Linked DNA regions of Ovis aries: regions 2 and 3 are each linked to region 1. The links are chromatin contacts, called in public Hi-C maps. All regions are on one chromosome and are shown on one strand. The core of a region is the stretch at or near the end of the contact, and the rest is flanking DNA. Distances in the headings are between cores, read along the strand shown. Region 1 holds the start of CMTM3 (CKLF like MARVEL transmembrane domain containing 3). Region 2 holds the start of PDP2 (pyruvate dehydrogenase phosphatase catalytic subunit 2). Region 3 holds the start of CDH5 (cadherin 5).

Evidence for each region. Hi-C and Micro-C count contacts between places; a contact is called where the count stands out from the background.
Region 2: a contact with region 1 is called in a Hi-C map of tail adipose tissue, with 3 times the contacts expected there. The contact joins the promoter of PDP2 here to the promoter of CMTM3 in region 1. A contact is called at or near these places in 4 of 16 Hi-C or Micro-C datasets (hypothalamus, liver, muscle and 1 more).
Region 3: a Hi-C map of liver shows a contact between it and region 1, with 2.8 times the contacts expected there. The contact joins the promoter of CDH5 here to the promoter of CMTM3 in region 1. A contact is called at or near these places in 6 of 16 Hi-C or Micro-C datasets (blood, hypothalamus, liver and 3 more).

The regions. Positions count from the first base shown.
Region 1 is chr14:33,921,958-33,927,102 of ARS-UI_Ramb_v3.0, reverse strand. CMTM3 (CKLF like MARVEL transmembrane domain containing 3) reads right to left here and starts at 2,422. Exons shown (of 4, transcript XM_060398374.1): 1 at 2,196-2,422. The coding sequence starts at 2,342.
Region 2 is chr14:34,156,359-34,161,503 of ARS-UI_Ramb_v3.0, reverse strand. It overlaps PDP2 (pyruvate dehydrogenase phosphatase catalytic subunit 2), which reads right to left and starts at 3,133. Exons shown (of 2, transcript XM_012189891.5): 1 at 2,976-3,133.
Region 3 is chr14:33,696,172-33,701,316 of ARS-UI_Ramb_v3.0, reverse strand. It overlaps CDH5 (cadherin 5), which reads right to left and starts at 2,479. Exons shown (of 12, transcript XM_027978028.2): 1 at 2,385-2,479.

The sequences.
Region 1 (5,145 bases), core at 1,173-3,672:
GGCTTGATGGGGCTGTTCACAGGGCCCAGGGTCTGACGAGGCTTGTGAGAGCTCCTCACCACCACCCGTGCACCCAGTGCCGTTCACAGCCCACTTTGCAGATGAGAAGAGTGAGGTTAAGACAGATGAAGTGGCTTGCTCAGTGTCATACAGCTAATAAAAGGGCATCAGAATTTGAACTCTGGTCTGGCTGACTCCACATGTGGAATTCTTAAGCAATCCTGCTCCGTGGCTGCTGGCCCTTTTCCGTCCTGGTTTCGGTCACTCTGGCTGGGTTTGAGCACGTCCATAGCTGAGTAGCTCAGAGCAGGGTAGGGGGGCTCGGGAGGGATGACACCCAGATGCCCCACAGGGGGCACCATGGTGACTTCAGACAAATGAGCTGCAGAGCACGGGCGTCTGCTCTGAACATGACAATGGAGGTAGCTGAGCCCAGCCTGAACAGATGGGAAACTGAGGCACAGAGATGTGCTGAGAGGCTGCTGGAGCCTCCCAAGAAGACAAGACCACGGGACTCTGGCCCAACCCTATCCTCTACTTCCTGTGCCAAAGGCTGTTATCGGTGGCCCTCATTTTCCTTTCCCCTACCCCCAGAGCCTGATTCTGGGGATCCCCCTTTTGATTCTGTTCCTCATTCCCCAGATCCCTGGTGGCAACTTCCTCCCCCTTCCTGCCCATGTCAGCCTCCCACTTGCTTGGGCCTGGGGGCAGCCAGAGGTGACCTGAGAGGCAGAATGATCTCAACTGGCTCCTCTTGCCTCTTCAGTGCCCATCCCTCATCCGTCCTTCCCCCCCTTTCATCCACCTGGACCTAGGATCTTGGTGCCCAGTTTTGCCAAGGGCCTCCTCTACGCTCTGGCCACCCCTCTTCCACCCATGAGGAGGGCCTGAGTCGGGTGTGTTTGGGGTCCCCTCAGTGGGCCTTGGACTCAAGGCTTCTCTCCACAAATGTGGCTCCTATCAGTCTGCAAAGTGGCCAACCAGGAGGCGACTCCCAGCAGTGTGAGCTGAGTCCGGGATCCGGGTGCCTCATGTGGGGAGTTGGACAGGTGCTGGCTTTGTGACCTCTGAGCTGACCCCAGAGGCAGGAGGAGGCGGTAGGACCGACGCCTGCCATCTGCCCCCTGGGAGCCCAAAAGAGAGGTGGGGACAGAGTCCTTCCTTTGATCCCTGCTGTTCTCAACCATGCTGTCACCTGACCTGCCACTCATCCGGGTCAAATCCCCTAGATGCTGGGGCCTCAGCTTTCCCGTCTGCAAAGTGGGAATAATGACAGGGGTTATCAAATTGCTGGAGATCCAAGTAACAAGTGCTTCTGCCTCATCCCGCCTCCCCGCTAGGCGTCTTCCTTCCCTTCCCACCCCTCCACGGAGGCCAGCTCCAACCCCCAACCCCACAGGCCGACAGTGCGAGGGATTTTCAGAGTGTCCCGAAGACAAAGGGCTGACGGGCGTGGGTGGGGGGTGCGGGAAGAAGGAAGGAGCTCAGTGAGGGTGGGACGGCTGGCGCTGGATCCCAGCGAGGGCGGGGAAGAGGGGGATGAAGTCATCCCCCCCGGCCGCCCCTCCGCAGTCTGGGTGGGGGTAGGCTCCTGCGCGCCCCCCAACCTTGTGGCCAGGGCCTCACCCAATCCCGGGGGGTCGCCCCTCCCGGCTGTCGGGACTCCACTCTGGCTTCCGCCCAGCAGCTCGAGGCCGGGTCGGTCCTCCTTGCGTCCGAGGAAGCGAGCCCAGGAGCCGTGGGCCCACCCTGGGTCGCGAAGGGCCGATGCCTCCCGGGCCCGGCCGGGGCGTGGCGGGAGGTTTTGCGGAGCGGGGTGCCCGTGAGGGAGGCCTGAAGACGCGGGGACGCAGCCCGTCCCAGGGGCCCAGAGAGGGCGGAGGCGCCGGAGGTCACACAGCGCCGGGCTGGGCTCCCCGGGGTCCGGCCGCCGCGTCGGTGAGCCCCCTCCCCGGGCTCCCCTGAGGCCCCCGCATCGCCCGCGACCAGCGCGCGGCTCAGCTTCAACGAGCCCATCCCAAAGGGGGGAAGTTTGCCCAACTCAGCCCAACTCGGGGGGCTGCGAGCGAGGCCGGCGGGCGGGACGCCGGGCGTGCAGACGGCGGCGCCCCCAGCCCCACGCCCGGGGGCTGCAGGCGGGGGCGGCCGCTGGGGGCCGGGCTCCGCCTGGAGGGGGCCGTGGGCGCCGCACTCACCGTCTCCGCCAGCAGGAGGCGGCCTTTGAGCGAGCAGAGGAAGGCGCGCGCCGGCAGGAGGGCACGGAGCCCGGGAAGGGCCGCGCTGGGCTGGGACCGGCCGGCGGGCTCGGGGTCCGGGTCGGGCTCCGGGTCTGGGGGCCACATGGCGGCGGCGGCGGCCGATGCTGAGGCTCGGCCTCGCTCCCTCTCACTCTGCGCCCGGGAGGGAAGCGGAAACCCCGACTGTGCGGAAGGAGAGCGGGGCTAGGCTCGCAGGGCGCGGGGGCGCATCCCTGCCGCTCCGCCCCCTCTCCCGCCCCGCCCCACCCCTCCTCCCTTGCTGGGCTCTTCTCGCCTCCTCGCCTGCAGCCTTCCTCCCTGACTCCTGCCCCCTCCTCTCCTCTCTCCCCTCTTCCGCCCGCCTTCCTCCTCCTCCGCCCCTCCTACCCCTCGAACCTCGGCTGCCCGCACTCCTGCAGCCCGCGCTGGCCCGGGGCTTCCTCAGACCCCCGCCTTCTCCCCTCACCCCTGTCCTGGCGGCCGGAGACCTTCTTATTGCCGCCACCCAACACTCCGTCGGAGCTCTCAAACCACCCCTCCTTGCCCAGAAGACTGTCGGCTTTCGCTGTCTCCCGTCTAACTTCCTGCCCATGCGTGCTGGGGACCCAGGAACTTAGGCCTTCAAAGAGCGAGAAAACTCTGTCTTCCTGCGGCTTTGACCCCCACAGTCAGCTCCCTGCCCCACTCCCTGTCTCTCTCCAGTGGCCACCGCACCCCTCTTTGGCCTGCCCAGCCTCCTGGAGTTTCTTCTTTGGCTGCCCCAGCCCTGGATTCGGCAGCGCCCCCCGCCCCCCATGCCACACAGGCATCTTCATCTGGGAGGACTCCCAAACTTAGAGCTCGGAGCCCCAGCCCCTACACAGCACACACACACGTCTCCATGGAGTTCAGTGTGACCAAGATCCCACCCAAGACATTTTTAATACCCCTGAGCCTCTGCAATGGGCAGTGCCAGTTGCCCTTCTACCCCAAGAGCCAGACCACCCCCCCCCCCCCCCCCCACTCCCGTCTTCACCTCCTTAAGCTTTCTTCTATCTATGTCCACGTGTTAACCACCACAGCCTCCACTAGACTTCAGACAACTCCTCTCTCCTTCCTGGACTGTTGTGAGGGTGTCTTTTCTTTTCCTTTTTACTTTTTTGGCATGTGGGATCTTAGTTCCACACCCAGGGATTAAACCCGCACCCCCTGCCCTGGAAAGCAGTCTTAACCGCTGGACCACCAGGGAAGTCCTGTGAGGGTGCCTTAGGGGGCCTCTCTGCTTCCTCTCTTGGCCCACAGAGGGATGCTTAAGTCATCCGTCACAGTTGCTTCCATTCTCCTCACCTGCAAAGACCTTGATAGCTTCCCATCTTGTTTAGGGTCTTGGTATAGAGTAAAAAGAGCCCCTTGCTACCCTTTCCTCTGTCTCTCCCACCTGTAGAGCTGATTATCTCTTCCATGCTGCTTCTTGCAAAGGGATCTTTGTAAATGTTGACCCCTCTGCCTGGAATCAGATAACAAGGAAGAGAAATGTTATCTGATTAACTCCTCTTTATTCTTCTGTGATCATAACCACATTGTCACTGTCTCAAAGGAGACTTCCGGACCTTCCCAGCTAGGTAAGAGTCATTGGGTCATTTATTTATTCATTCCACACCAGTGCTAGAAGCCCAAGAGGCAGGGAAACCCCAGATTTGTTTGAGGGGGCAGGGTGGGTGGGTAAACACTAAAGGTGTCCAGAGAATCCTGAGTACGATGATTCCTAGTAATAAATGAGTGGCTGGTTGGAAGAGCAGCCAAGCAGCCTGTGTGGAAGAAAGGACTGAGCTAAGAGCTAATCACACAAGAGGAGGAGCCAGACTGTAGAAGACCAGGCCTTGGGGTTTAGATTTTACTCCAAATTCTCTGGGAGGTGGTCAGGTGAAGATTAGAATAGAGGATGACCTGGTTCTGATCTGTGTTAATTAAACACTATTCAATACTAACTCAGTAAGAAGAAGACAATCCAGTTTAAAGAATGGGCCAAAGATTTGAACAGACAATTCAACAAAGGTATATGAACATCCAAGAAGCACATGAAAAGATGTTCGATATCATTAGACATCTTAGAATGTGAATTAAAGCCACAATGAGATCACATTGTATTATACTCCTATCAAAATGGTTTTGTAAAAGGGGATGCTGCTATTTAAGTGCTGGTGAGGATGTGAACCAACTGGAACTGTCAGACACAGATAAGGGTGGCAATTGTTATCCCCCCTTTGGAAGACAGCTTGACAGTTTCTTAAAAAGTTAAACAGAGGAATGGATATAGAAGATGTACATATATACAGTGGGATGCTACTCAGCCATAAGAAGAATGAAATAATGCCATTTGTAGCAACATGGATGGACCCACAAATTTTCATACTGAACAAAGTAAGAAAGAGAAAGACAAATATCTTATGATATCACTTATATATGGAGTCTAAACTATGGCAGAAATGAACTTATTTATGAAACACAACAGACTCAGACATAGAGAACAAGCTGGTAGTTGCCAAGGGGGTGGAGGAGAAATGGGTTGGGAGGTTGGGATTAGCAGGTGCAAACTATTATCTAGAGAATAAGCAAACAAGGTCCAACTGTGCAGCACAGAGAACTATATTCAATATCCTTTAATAAATATAATGGAAACCAACATGGAAAATATATACATGTGTGTATAACTGAATCACTTTCCTGTACAGCAGAAAAACATTGTAAATTAACTTTTTTCAATTAAATAAAAAACTTAAAAAAAACAGTGAAACAGAGATCTACCATATGACCCAGCCATTTTACTCCTAGGTATTTACCCAAGAGAAATGAAAGCACACGTCTCTACAAAGGCTTGTAGACGGATGTTTATAGTAGGCCTATTTTTAATAGCTCCCACTGGAAATCA
Region 2 (5,145 bases), core at 1,884-4,383, 230 kb before region 1:
CAACAGCTGCCCAGTTCCAGTTCAGTTGCTCAGTCATGTCCGAGTCTTTGCGACCCCATGAATCGCAGCATGCCAGGCCTCCCTGTCCATCACCAACTCCCAGAGTTCACTCAGACTCACGTCCATCGAGTCAGTGATGCCATCCAGCCATCTCATCCTCTGTTGTCCCCTTCTCCTCCTGCCCCTAATCCCTCCTAGCATCAGAGTTTTTTCCAATGAGTCAACTCTTCGCATGAGGTGGCCAAAGTATTAGTTTCAGCTTTAGCATCATTCCTTCCAAAGAAATCCCAGGGCTGATCTCCTTCAGAATGGACTGCTTGGATCTCCTTGTAGTCCAAGGGACTCTCGAGTCTTCTCCAATACCACAGTTCAAAAGCATCAATTCTTTGGCGCTCAGCTTTCTTCACAGTCCAACTCTCACATCCATACAGGACCACTGGAAAAATCATAGCCTTGACTAGATGGACCTTTGTTGGCAAAGTAATGTCTCTGCTTTTCAATATGCTATCTAGGTTGGTCATAACTTTCCTTCCAAGGAGTAAGCATCTTTTAATTTCATGGCTGCAGTCACCATCTGCAGTGATTTTGGAGCCAAAAAAATGCCAACTTTTTCACTCTCCTCTTTCACTTTCATCAAGAGGCTTTTTAGTTCCTCTTCACTTTTTGCCATAAGGGTGGTGTCATCTGCATATCTGAGGTTATTGATATTTCTCCCAGCAATCTTGATTCCAGTTTGTGCTTCTTCCAGCCCAGCATTTCTCATGATATACTCTGCATATAAGTTAAATATGCAGGGTGACAATATACAGCCTTGATGGACTCCTTTTCCTATTTGGAACCAGTCTGTTCCATGTCCAGTTCTAACTGTTGCTTCCTGACCTGCATACAAATTTCTCAAGAGGCAGGTCAGGTGGTCTGGTATTCCCATCTCAGAATTTTCCACAGTTTATTGTGATCCACACAGTCAAAGGCTTTGGCATAGTCAATAAAGCAGAAATAGATGTTTTTCTGGAACTCTTGCTTTTCCATGATCCAGCGGATGTTGGCAATTTGATCTCTGGTTCCTCTTTCTTTTCTAAAACCAGCTTGAACATCTGGAAGTTCATGGTTCACATATTGCTGAAGCCTGGCTTGGAGAATTTTGAGCATTACAGAAAACTAGTCAATCTAATCACACTAGGACCACAGCCTTGTCTAACTCAATTAAACAGCTGCCCAGCCTTGAGCAAATCTTGCATAGAGCACTATGCCATGTTGGGGCTTCCGTGGTGACTCAGACAGTAAAGAATCTGCCTGTAATGCAGGAGACCCGGGTTTGACCCCTGGGTGGGGAAGATCCCCTGCAGAAGGGAATGAGAACCCACCCCAGTATTCTTGCCTGAAGAATTCCATGGACAGAGGAGCCTGGTGGGTTAGAGGAGGAGTCCATAGGGTTGCAAAGAGTCAGACATGACTGAGCAACTAACACAACTTGTATGCCATGTTGGCCAAAAATGTGTCCATCACTATAGTGTTTAAGTAATACTACTGAATTGGACACCGCATACAGAAAATAACAGAGAATGCGCACTAGCTATCATTGATCCAGGTGATGAGCAGAAGCATGCTAGGAGAGACTGGTGAAAAGTAAACCATGCAAAAATTTTCCTCAATAAAACTGGCCAGAGCTTGTTTTACATATAAAGAACACATGCATGCATGCTCTGTAAATTCAGGAAACACGGCTGCCTTATTCACCAGTGGCTCTCCAGTGCCCAGGCCTCAAACACTGGCTAAACACAGCAATTTCAAGAGGTCCCAAAGCACACTAGCTGTCTAGCATCAGACACACAATAACTTCACTTGCCTGAGTTCCAGTTATCCATCTGTGGAATGGGAATACTAGTTTCATAGGGTTTTATGAGGATTTTAAAGAAATATAACCCTTAAGCTCCAAAAAAAGATTATTAGCAATAATCTTTTAGTGTTAGGTGTATCACTGAGGATTTAGAGGTTGGGAGGTTGTTTCCACTATCTCCCTATTTATAAAATACCAAACTGCAATGCCTAACGCATCAACATTTTCCCTACTTAAGTTTTAACCTACTTATTTCCCAAGGCTAGCATCAGTAGGTCAAAGGGTGTAGACTCATCCTGCCAAACTGATTTCCAAATGGTTCACATCTGCCTCCATAAGGCCATGAAGTAAACCCTACACCTTCAACAGCCTCTGGCGGTATTTTTCCTTAGAAAAAAAATTTTAAAGTTGCTCTATTTTACTATTTTCTCTGGAGAACCGAGGTGGGGTGTGGAGCATTTTTTCACTCCACGTGTTTTCGGAATCCCGCCCACAAGTTTTTCGGTCTGAGTATGGAGAACGCCCACATCCAAGGACCGCCCAGTCTCCCCAGCCCACCCCGCCGAACTAGGGGCAGGATTGGTTGGACCCGGCGCGCAGAAGGCGCCTCCCGTGCCCCTCGCCCCACCCCTAGCCCTGCAGAGAAGCTAGGCAGCGTTACCCGACGCAAGGCTGTCTGCCGCAGACCCGACCCAAACAGTTTCGAGTATCTAAAGAAAACAGGTCCCAAAGTCAAGTCTCTGACCCACAGGCTCATAGATACGAGCGCGGCCTCCGGAATCCACCAAGCCCTATCTCCCTCAAACCATGGCGCGGCCACGTCCCTGAGTCCCAGCTTCCCAGTCTATAGATAAGGCTAATTAAGTTGAGATGCTGAGCTCCGAGGGCTAAAACAGCTACTGCGGATGTTAGGGCACGCAGCCAAAGGTCCTACGCCAGGCTGCGAGCCCACGTGGCGCGTGCGCGCGAGAAGGGTGACCGTAGCTGTGACCAAGGCTCTTCCCAGTCCGCCGCGGGCCCGCCCCCTCACCTCACTTCACCTCCGCTCTCCACCCCATCACCTGAGCCGTTGCCGTGGGCTGGAGCGGACGCGGGGAGGCTAGAAGCTTTCACCTCTCACGCTCGCCGTTTTCCCTACCTCGGAGCCACGTCCTCCTCTCACCGGCACCAAGGCCGCCGTGTCCGTCAGTCAGCTTCACGCCCGCAAGCTATACCGTGGCTACCCCTACTCGGGACTCACCTCCGGGCAGAGACCTCTCGTGCTGCTGATCCAGCTGGAGAAGGAAGCATTCTTTTGCCAGCCTTTATTGGTTCATCTGCAGAGGCGGGCCCCTGACGAACAGCGCAATTGTCCAGTGGATGAGGAGAGTGAGAGGGCGGGCTCCAGATGGGCCAAATCCGGTTCCTCCCCCTCTCCCGCCCACCCCACCCAACCTTTACCCACCCGGCCCTCCATCTCTGCGGTTAGGCTTGGCCCTAGGCTTTGAGATTAAGCCTTCTTGTGGCTGAGCTCTCCGACCACGTGACACGCTGCCCGTTCTGCACACCTCAAACAGAGCTGCTGCTGCTGTTAAGTCGCTTCAGTCGTGTCCGACTCTGTGCGACCCCATAGATGGCAGCCCACCAGGCTCCCCCGTCCCTGGGATTCTCCAGTCAAGAACACTGGAGTGGGTTGCCATTTCCTTCTCCAATGCATGAAAGTGAAAAGTGAAAGTGAAGTCGCTCAGTCGTGTCCGACTCCCAGTGGCCCTATGGACTGCAGCCTTCCAGGCTCCTCCGTCCATGGGATTTGCCAGGCAAGAGTACTGGAGTGGGTTGCCATTGCCTTCTCCAAGCAGCCTCTCCCATTTCTCACTGTTGTTGGCTTCCTCTCCATTTCTGTCCTGACCAGTTCAGACCCCTCTACCAGGCGCCACACCCTCCTATATTCTCTTAGACAATCCCCTTAGACGCCTCCCTCGGAGTCCCTATGTATATCTTAAACACAGTTTGCCCTGAACTCATTTTTTCTGCTCAACCTGCTCTTCCCCTCCTTCCCTAACCCAGTAATGGCCCCACCACGTGCTCAAAGACCCAAGCCCCAAGCCTGGGAGTCATTTTGACTCCTCTTCCCTCACCCCCACCCCTCTTCTGTCAGTTATCTGATCCCATTCATCATCTCACCTCCTAAATATCCCTCTAATCCAAATATTTGCCTCCAGCTGCCCTACCACTCTATACAATCTTCTTATCTGGTCGCCCCACCCTGACTTCAACTTGGCCCTAGGCACTCTTCCTCTATCCCTGAAGAAGGAAATGGCAACCTCCTCCAGTATTCTTGCCTGGAAAGTCCCACGGACAGAGAAGCCTGGCGGGCTACAGTTCATGGGGTCGCAAAGAGTCAGACACAGCTGAGCAACTGAGCACACTCTTCTTCTATAGAGCAGGTAGGGTGACCCTTCTACAACTTAAATTGCTACTAAAAAGTCTTCGTTGACTCCCCACCAACCACTGGGCCTTGAACTGACAATTACATTGGCATGACAGTTATCACAATAGTTACTGGTTGGTAGATTGAGAAAAGCTGAGAACCAGGACACACGATACTCCATCTGTCCCTGTGGAATTCAGGTTATAGCCTGCTGCCTTACAAATTGCTTTAATAGAACCTATCTACTACCTATGGTGGGCTTCCCAATTTGTTGTTCAGCACATCAACTCTTTGCAGCACATCAGGCTTACCTAACCTTCACCATGTCCTAGAGTTTGCTCAAACTCATGTCCATTGAGTTGATGATGCCATCCAACCATCTCATCCTCTGTCATCCCCTTCTCCTGCCTTCAATCTTTCCTAGCATCAGGGTCTTTTCTAATGAGTTAGCTCCTTGCATCAGTTGGCCAAGGTATTAAAGCTTCAGCATCAGTCTTTCCAATTAATATTCAGGACTGATTTCCTTTAGGATTGACTGGTGTGATCTTCTTGTTATCCAAGGGACTCTCAAGAGTCTTCTCCAATACCACAGTTAGAAAGCATTAATTCCTCGGTGCTCAGCCTTCATTATGGTCCAACTCTCATATCCATACATGACTACTGGAAAAACCACAGCTTTAACTAAATGGACCTTTGTCGGCAAAGTGATGTCTCTGCATTTTAATACGCTGTCTAGGTTTGTCATAGCTTTTCTTCCAAGGACCAAGGGTCTTTTAATTTCATGGCTGTCACCACCCATAACACTATGGCTATCACCATCCACAGTGGTTTTGGAGCCCAAGAAAATAAGCGCTTCCTAGGTAGGTCAGTGGCAAAGAATCTGCCTGACAAGGCAGGA
Region 3 (5,145 bases), core at 1,230-3,729, 230 kb after region 1:
TCATGTGAGCTTAGGGACCATGCAGCTCTAGAGAAACGAGAAGACCGAAGCTCAGAGAGCACACCCAAGACCTTCTAGCACCTTCTGGGGCTCCTGCTCTTCCTCCAGGAACTCTTCTGTGATTTCTCCACCCAAGATCAGCTTGGAGCTGGATTAGGATGGGCTTGCCAGTATCTCTCCAGCAAGAAGCTGGTTACTCAGGGCAGCACTTGTCTCCTAGAACATTCCCCTTCCAGGATCGCTGGGCTCCTGGCTCAGTCTGGTGCCTGATTCTGTGGTTTGAACTGTCCGGTTCAATCCCCACCCCGGCTTCTCCCCCTCCAGGCTTCCCTATGGAGTGTGGCAGGGCAATGGGGTCAGAAGGGGCTGGCCTCATTCATATCCTGCTTTCACTTCACAGTAATCGTGTGACCTTGGACTGGCTGCTCAGTTTCTCTCAGCCTCTGTGGTTCTGTCTCTCAACTGGCAATTCTTTTAGTAGCTTCGCAGACACCACGGAGGTACAGAGGGGATGGAAGTAGCAGGGATGGATTTTTTCCCTGAGCTAGTGGCCATTGTGTCCATTGTGTGTCCTCGGGGTAGCAGCAGAGCTGTGAGTCATCTGGCTTTGGGAGAAGAAAAGCATGGCCCCTCTGGCTTCCTGCCCCCGTGTCCGGCCCTTGTTCAGCAGCACAATCGCTCAGGTCCAGACTGTGGGGCGGGCAGCTTAACCCCTGCCAGGCCAGTGGGCGCCTCACCTACCCCCTCACCACAATTAGTGGGGTAATTAGCGGGGTAAGCCAGAATTGGCGGGGCTGCCTGGGGGCACAGCAGCTCCTGGTCCCCTTGATCTCCTGCTGCCCTCCAGGCTGGGACCCACACGAGGCCGGACTCAGGTCAGTTGGGAGGGTCCTATTGCTCCCCAGTGCCTGAAGGTGAACCAGGGCTCTCAGTCCTGGTACTTACCCCTGGTCCTCAGCATCATTTGCCCTCCCACCACTCCCTGCTCTAAAACCTTCTGGCCACATTGGCTTGTCCAGGTCCATCAAGCTGCCCAGGCTCCCTGCCTCCCCTGGAATGCCCTTCCTCTCCTGTTAGGATCCTGTCTGCCCCTGACCCATGACAGAAACATCCATGGGGTAGGGGGTGGGGAAAAGACATAGTGCTTGGTGCGGAGTCGCTGCCCACAGTGTCTGCTGGAAGATGAGCTGACGCATCCCTCACCTGCTGGGGACTGACCAACCCCAGGGGTCATAACCTTAATGACATTCTAGCCATGGTCAGTTCCAGGTGGCAGGTAAATTCAGCTGTGATTTCTCAAAGCTCTTCTCCTACAATTCATTCCCAGTGCCAGTGGATATATCACCTCCCTTGACTCATGAAAAGACCCTTTCTTCCAGTTTATAGGTGAGGAGGCTGGCATGTGAGCAGCTGTGTGGTTTTGGGAAGAACCTGGGCTTCGGGGTATGAGATCTCACTTCATATCTCAGTTGCCTTGACTGAGAAATGGAGAAGGGCTGTGTCTAACTCATCAGCTTGCTGGTGTGGTATACAGTAATGGGCTCCAGTGCCTCAGAGCCTTCTGTGGCCCTATCTCCAGCCCTTACAATGAATTCTCCTGAAAGAACCACCATCTCCATTGTTCCGACATGCAAACTGAGTTTGGGAGATGCTGAGTAACTTAACCAAAATCACAGAAGCATATGGTCGAGCTGGGACTTGTACCCAGGAAGACGGTCTCCAAGCCAGGCTCTCACCCTAGACCACCTGCCTTCAAGTCTTTGGGGAGAACTTCTCTAAAATATGAGGGCTTCCAGGTCTCTTGGCAACTGATCTACGGGTACCTGGGTGTTCCTGGGTGTTGGGGGCAGAATCCACAGCTCCCGCGGTCTGGGGAGGGAGGAGACAGGATTCCACAGGCAGGGCCTCAAGTACCCAGAGCCAGCCTCAGCGTGCCTGTACTAAAAATGGGGGCAGGGGCTGGCCGGGAGGGAGCCGAGGCTCTGAACTCCCCTTTCGGGGCTCCTCACCCACTCCTAGCACAGAGCCTTTGGGAGAGGGGATGTCAGCCTGGATAAGCCCTCTCTCACGGGAGTAGGGGCGCCGCCTGGGTGCCAGCCTGTTGCCCCTGGTGTGCCGGGAGACTCAGGTGGAATCCTGTCCTCTGAGCATCGGAGCTCGGCACCCACGGATGCCTCTGGGCCCTCAAGTCTGGGAGTCTACCCGTGGGAGAGCTGAGCTTCCCCCTCCCCAAGAACATCCGTCTGTGCCCACCGCACCACCACTAGGCACCCCTTCCCCACCCCGCTCTAACCAGGAGACGCAGGCCACCTCAGGAGCGGCTCTTCCTGGGGGAGTCGCTGATGACCATTCTACAGAGGGGGAGGCCGAGGCCCCTCACTCACCGTGTCCGTGGGCTCACAGTGTATCTGTTCCGTCTGGTTGTCTGGCTGGGGCTGGGCGCACCGTGGAGTGCTGTGAAGCTCAGCCGACAGCCTCTGGAGGGGAGCCCCACCCAGCGGCGAGGGAGGCCTGGACGCCGCCCCTGCAGGTTTTCCAACTGGCCCCAGCCCATGTCCCCCCCCTCCGCCACTCCCCGCCCCCATCAGGATGGTTTCCTGTTATTGTTCATTTGTGAGGGCCGAGCTGGCTGCAGGGAGGCAAGCCCCGCAATGGGCCTGCCCAGGCGGGCTGCCCCCATGGAGGCCTAGTTTCAGATTTGGCCTCGGATATGTCACTTGAACCCCAACCCTAGGCCTCATCTCTGGGGCTTTGAGCCCAGCACCTGCCAAGGGCCTTCATTCATGCTCCTTGTAACCCCAAGGGCTGGTGCCATCACCTGCCTTTTATAGCTCAGGACACAGACCAGATTTTCCCAGGTGACCCCATGACATGTTGGGGGAGGGCCGACTGCAAAGGTGCTGGGGAGGCCTGGGGGGAGCCTCAGAGGTCGGGGCGTGGGGTGGTGGGAGAAAGGAAACAGACCGCAACCCTTGTCTGTGTGCACTGGGTCGGCTTCTTCTGGTGAGGGTGGACCTGGGTTCCAGCTGTGAGGTGCCAGCCTGTTTGGGTTTAGGAATACCGAGTGGAGTCAAGTTCCTTGACTCCACTTTTGAGCTGACCATGGGCCAGTCATGCACCTCCACCCCAGCCTCAGTTTTCTCTGCTGTAAAATGGGGATAATCAGAAATTCAGCCTCACATGGCTGTTGAGTCCAAGATAATGTGGAAGACAAGGGAAGCTCAAGGCAGGACCAGGGACTGTTAGAACCAGGAAGCTGGGGGCAGGAGGTGCTCAGATTCTGCCAGTCATGAGAGTCATAGGGGGAGATTTTACCAACTGCAGAGACTGGGGTCCTACGCCAGTGCAGCTGACTTCGGAATTTCCCGGGGCAGGTAGTGGGAATCTGTGAATACTTGCCCCTATTTTTCCATTGATGGATGAATGGCTGGGAAGTCCCGCATGGGATCCCTTATACAGCTGGACAAACATGAGACCTCAGAGGGAGAGAGCTTTGCCCAGGGGCACTAAGTCAGCGGCCACTGGTGTGGAGATAGGGGAGGGGGAGATAAAGATTTCTCTGTTCCAGGCCTGTTTGAGATGGCTTTTAGACCCGCAAGTGCCCAGGTCAGATTGGCAGTTGGAGAGAGAGGTGAGTAGTTAGATACAGGTGGATGCAGTCTGCCCTGAAGAGAGGTCTGGAAGCCCTGAGCTTATTATGGCTGGCACCGGAGGCCGAGGTGGTGGACGAGCTTACAGGGAGGGAGGCCGCGGCCTCTGAGATCTGTAGGTTCGTTAGGAGAGAGCCCAGGGAAGAAGGAGGGAAGCCAAGAGGTGTGTCTGAAGCCAGGAGGGAAGAAGGATGGTGTCGGCTGGGTCAGCCTGGGAAAGGTGAGGCCTGAGACTTGACCACTGGACATTTGAGGTCATTGATGGATGTGACCAGAGCAGGCCCAGGGAAAGGAGTAGACATGATGGACCGAGGGGACTGGTGTAGGGGACCAGGAAGTGGGGTCGTGTGGTCACCGCTCCTTCCCCGAGACTTGCAGTGAATGGCACAGAGAGATGAGGGGCTTTTAGGTTTGGTTTTAAAGCTCTGCTGACCTGTTTGTGTGCTGAGGGGACTTCAGCAGCAGGGAAAGGAAGGCAGACGTTGCTGGAGAGAGGCTGGTCCGAGGCGGGCCTCTGTGCGGGAGGATGCAGCCCATTCGCTCCCTGTTTGTGGGATCACAAACAAAGGCTCTGCACTTCCTTTTCCAACAGGATTAACTCTGCCTTCTCCTGCCGGGGGTGGGGTGGCCATAGAGGAGCCAGGGCCGGCCAGGGCTCCACCCCTGGTGCCCCAGCCCGAGTGCTCCTCACCCCTGCCCGTGCCTGCTGCCTGCCCTCGTGGTCGACGTGAGGTCGGGCCAGGTCCTGGCGTCCACTTCCTGCTGGGTCTCAGACTCAACCCTGGGGGCAGATGGAGATGGTGTCTGTCCTGACTCCACCCACCAGGATCCCTTGTACTCTCAGTCCACGGGGATGTTGACTCTGCCCTGAAGCCCACTGTTCCTGCTGTCTGTAAACAAGGGAAGGGCTGACTGGGCATATGCCCCCAGGGCGGGCCTGGGGCCTCCACACAGAGGTGGTCCAGGCCCCGGGAGGGGGGCTGGTGCCTCTGAGGATCTTCTGCCTGATTTCTGCCACTGCCAAACCCCGATTCCAATCCCCTCTGGAGGCAGAGGAGGTGACGGGAAGGCACAGGTCAGGAAGGTACCATCAGGAGCAAAGGAGGCAGCCAGTCGACCTGCAGGAAACAAGATGGTCTGCGAGGCCTGATTAGTATCTGGGGAGGGAAGCAACAATGGAGGTGGTGTGGCTGGGCTGGGAACACCCCCCGCCCCCCGCCTCTGCCAGGACAAATGCTGACCAGGGAGGTGGCCCCGTGACATCCTGCTGTGAGAGGTTCAGGCTGTGAGAGGTTCAGGCTTGGGGGCACACAGACCCGGTTCAGATCCTGAGTGGGCCCCTTGCTGGCTGTGTGACCTGGGCCAGCAGACTTGCCTCTCTGAGTCTCTTTCCTTACCTGTGATCTGAGTTACCAGTTCAGACTTTGCAGGGCTGTCTGAGCAGCAGATGAGACAATGAAAATAAATGATGGTAATAGCACACATTCGTTGAACA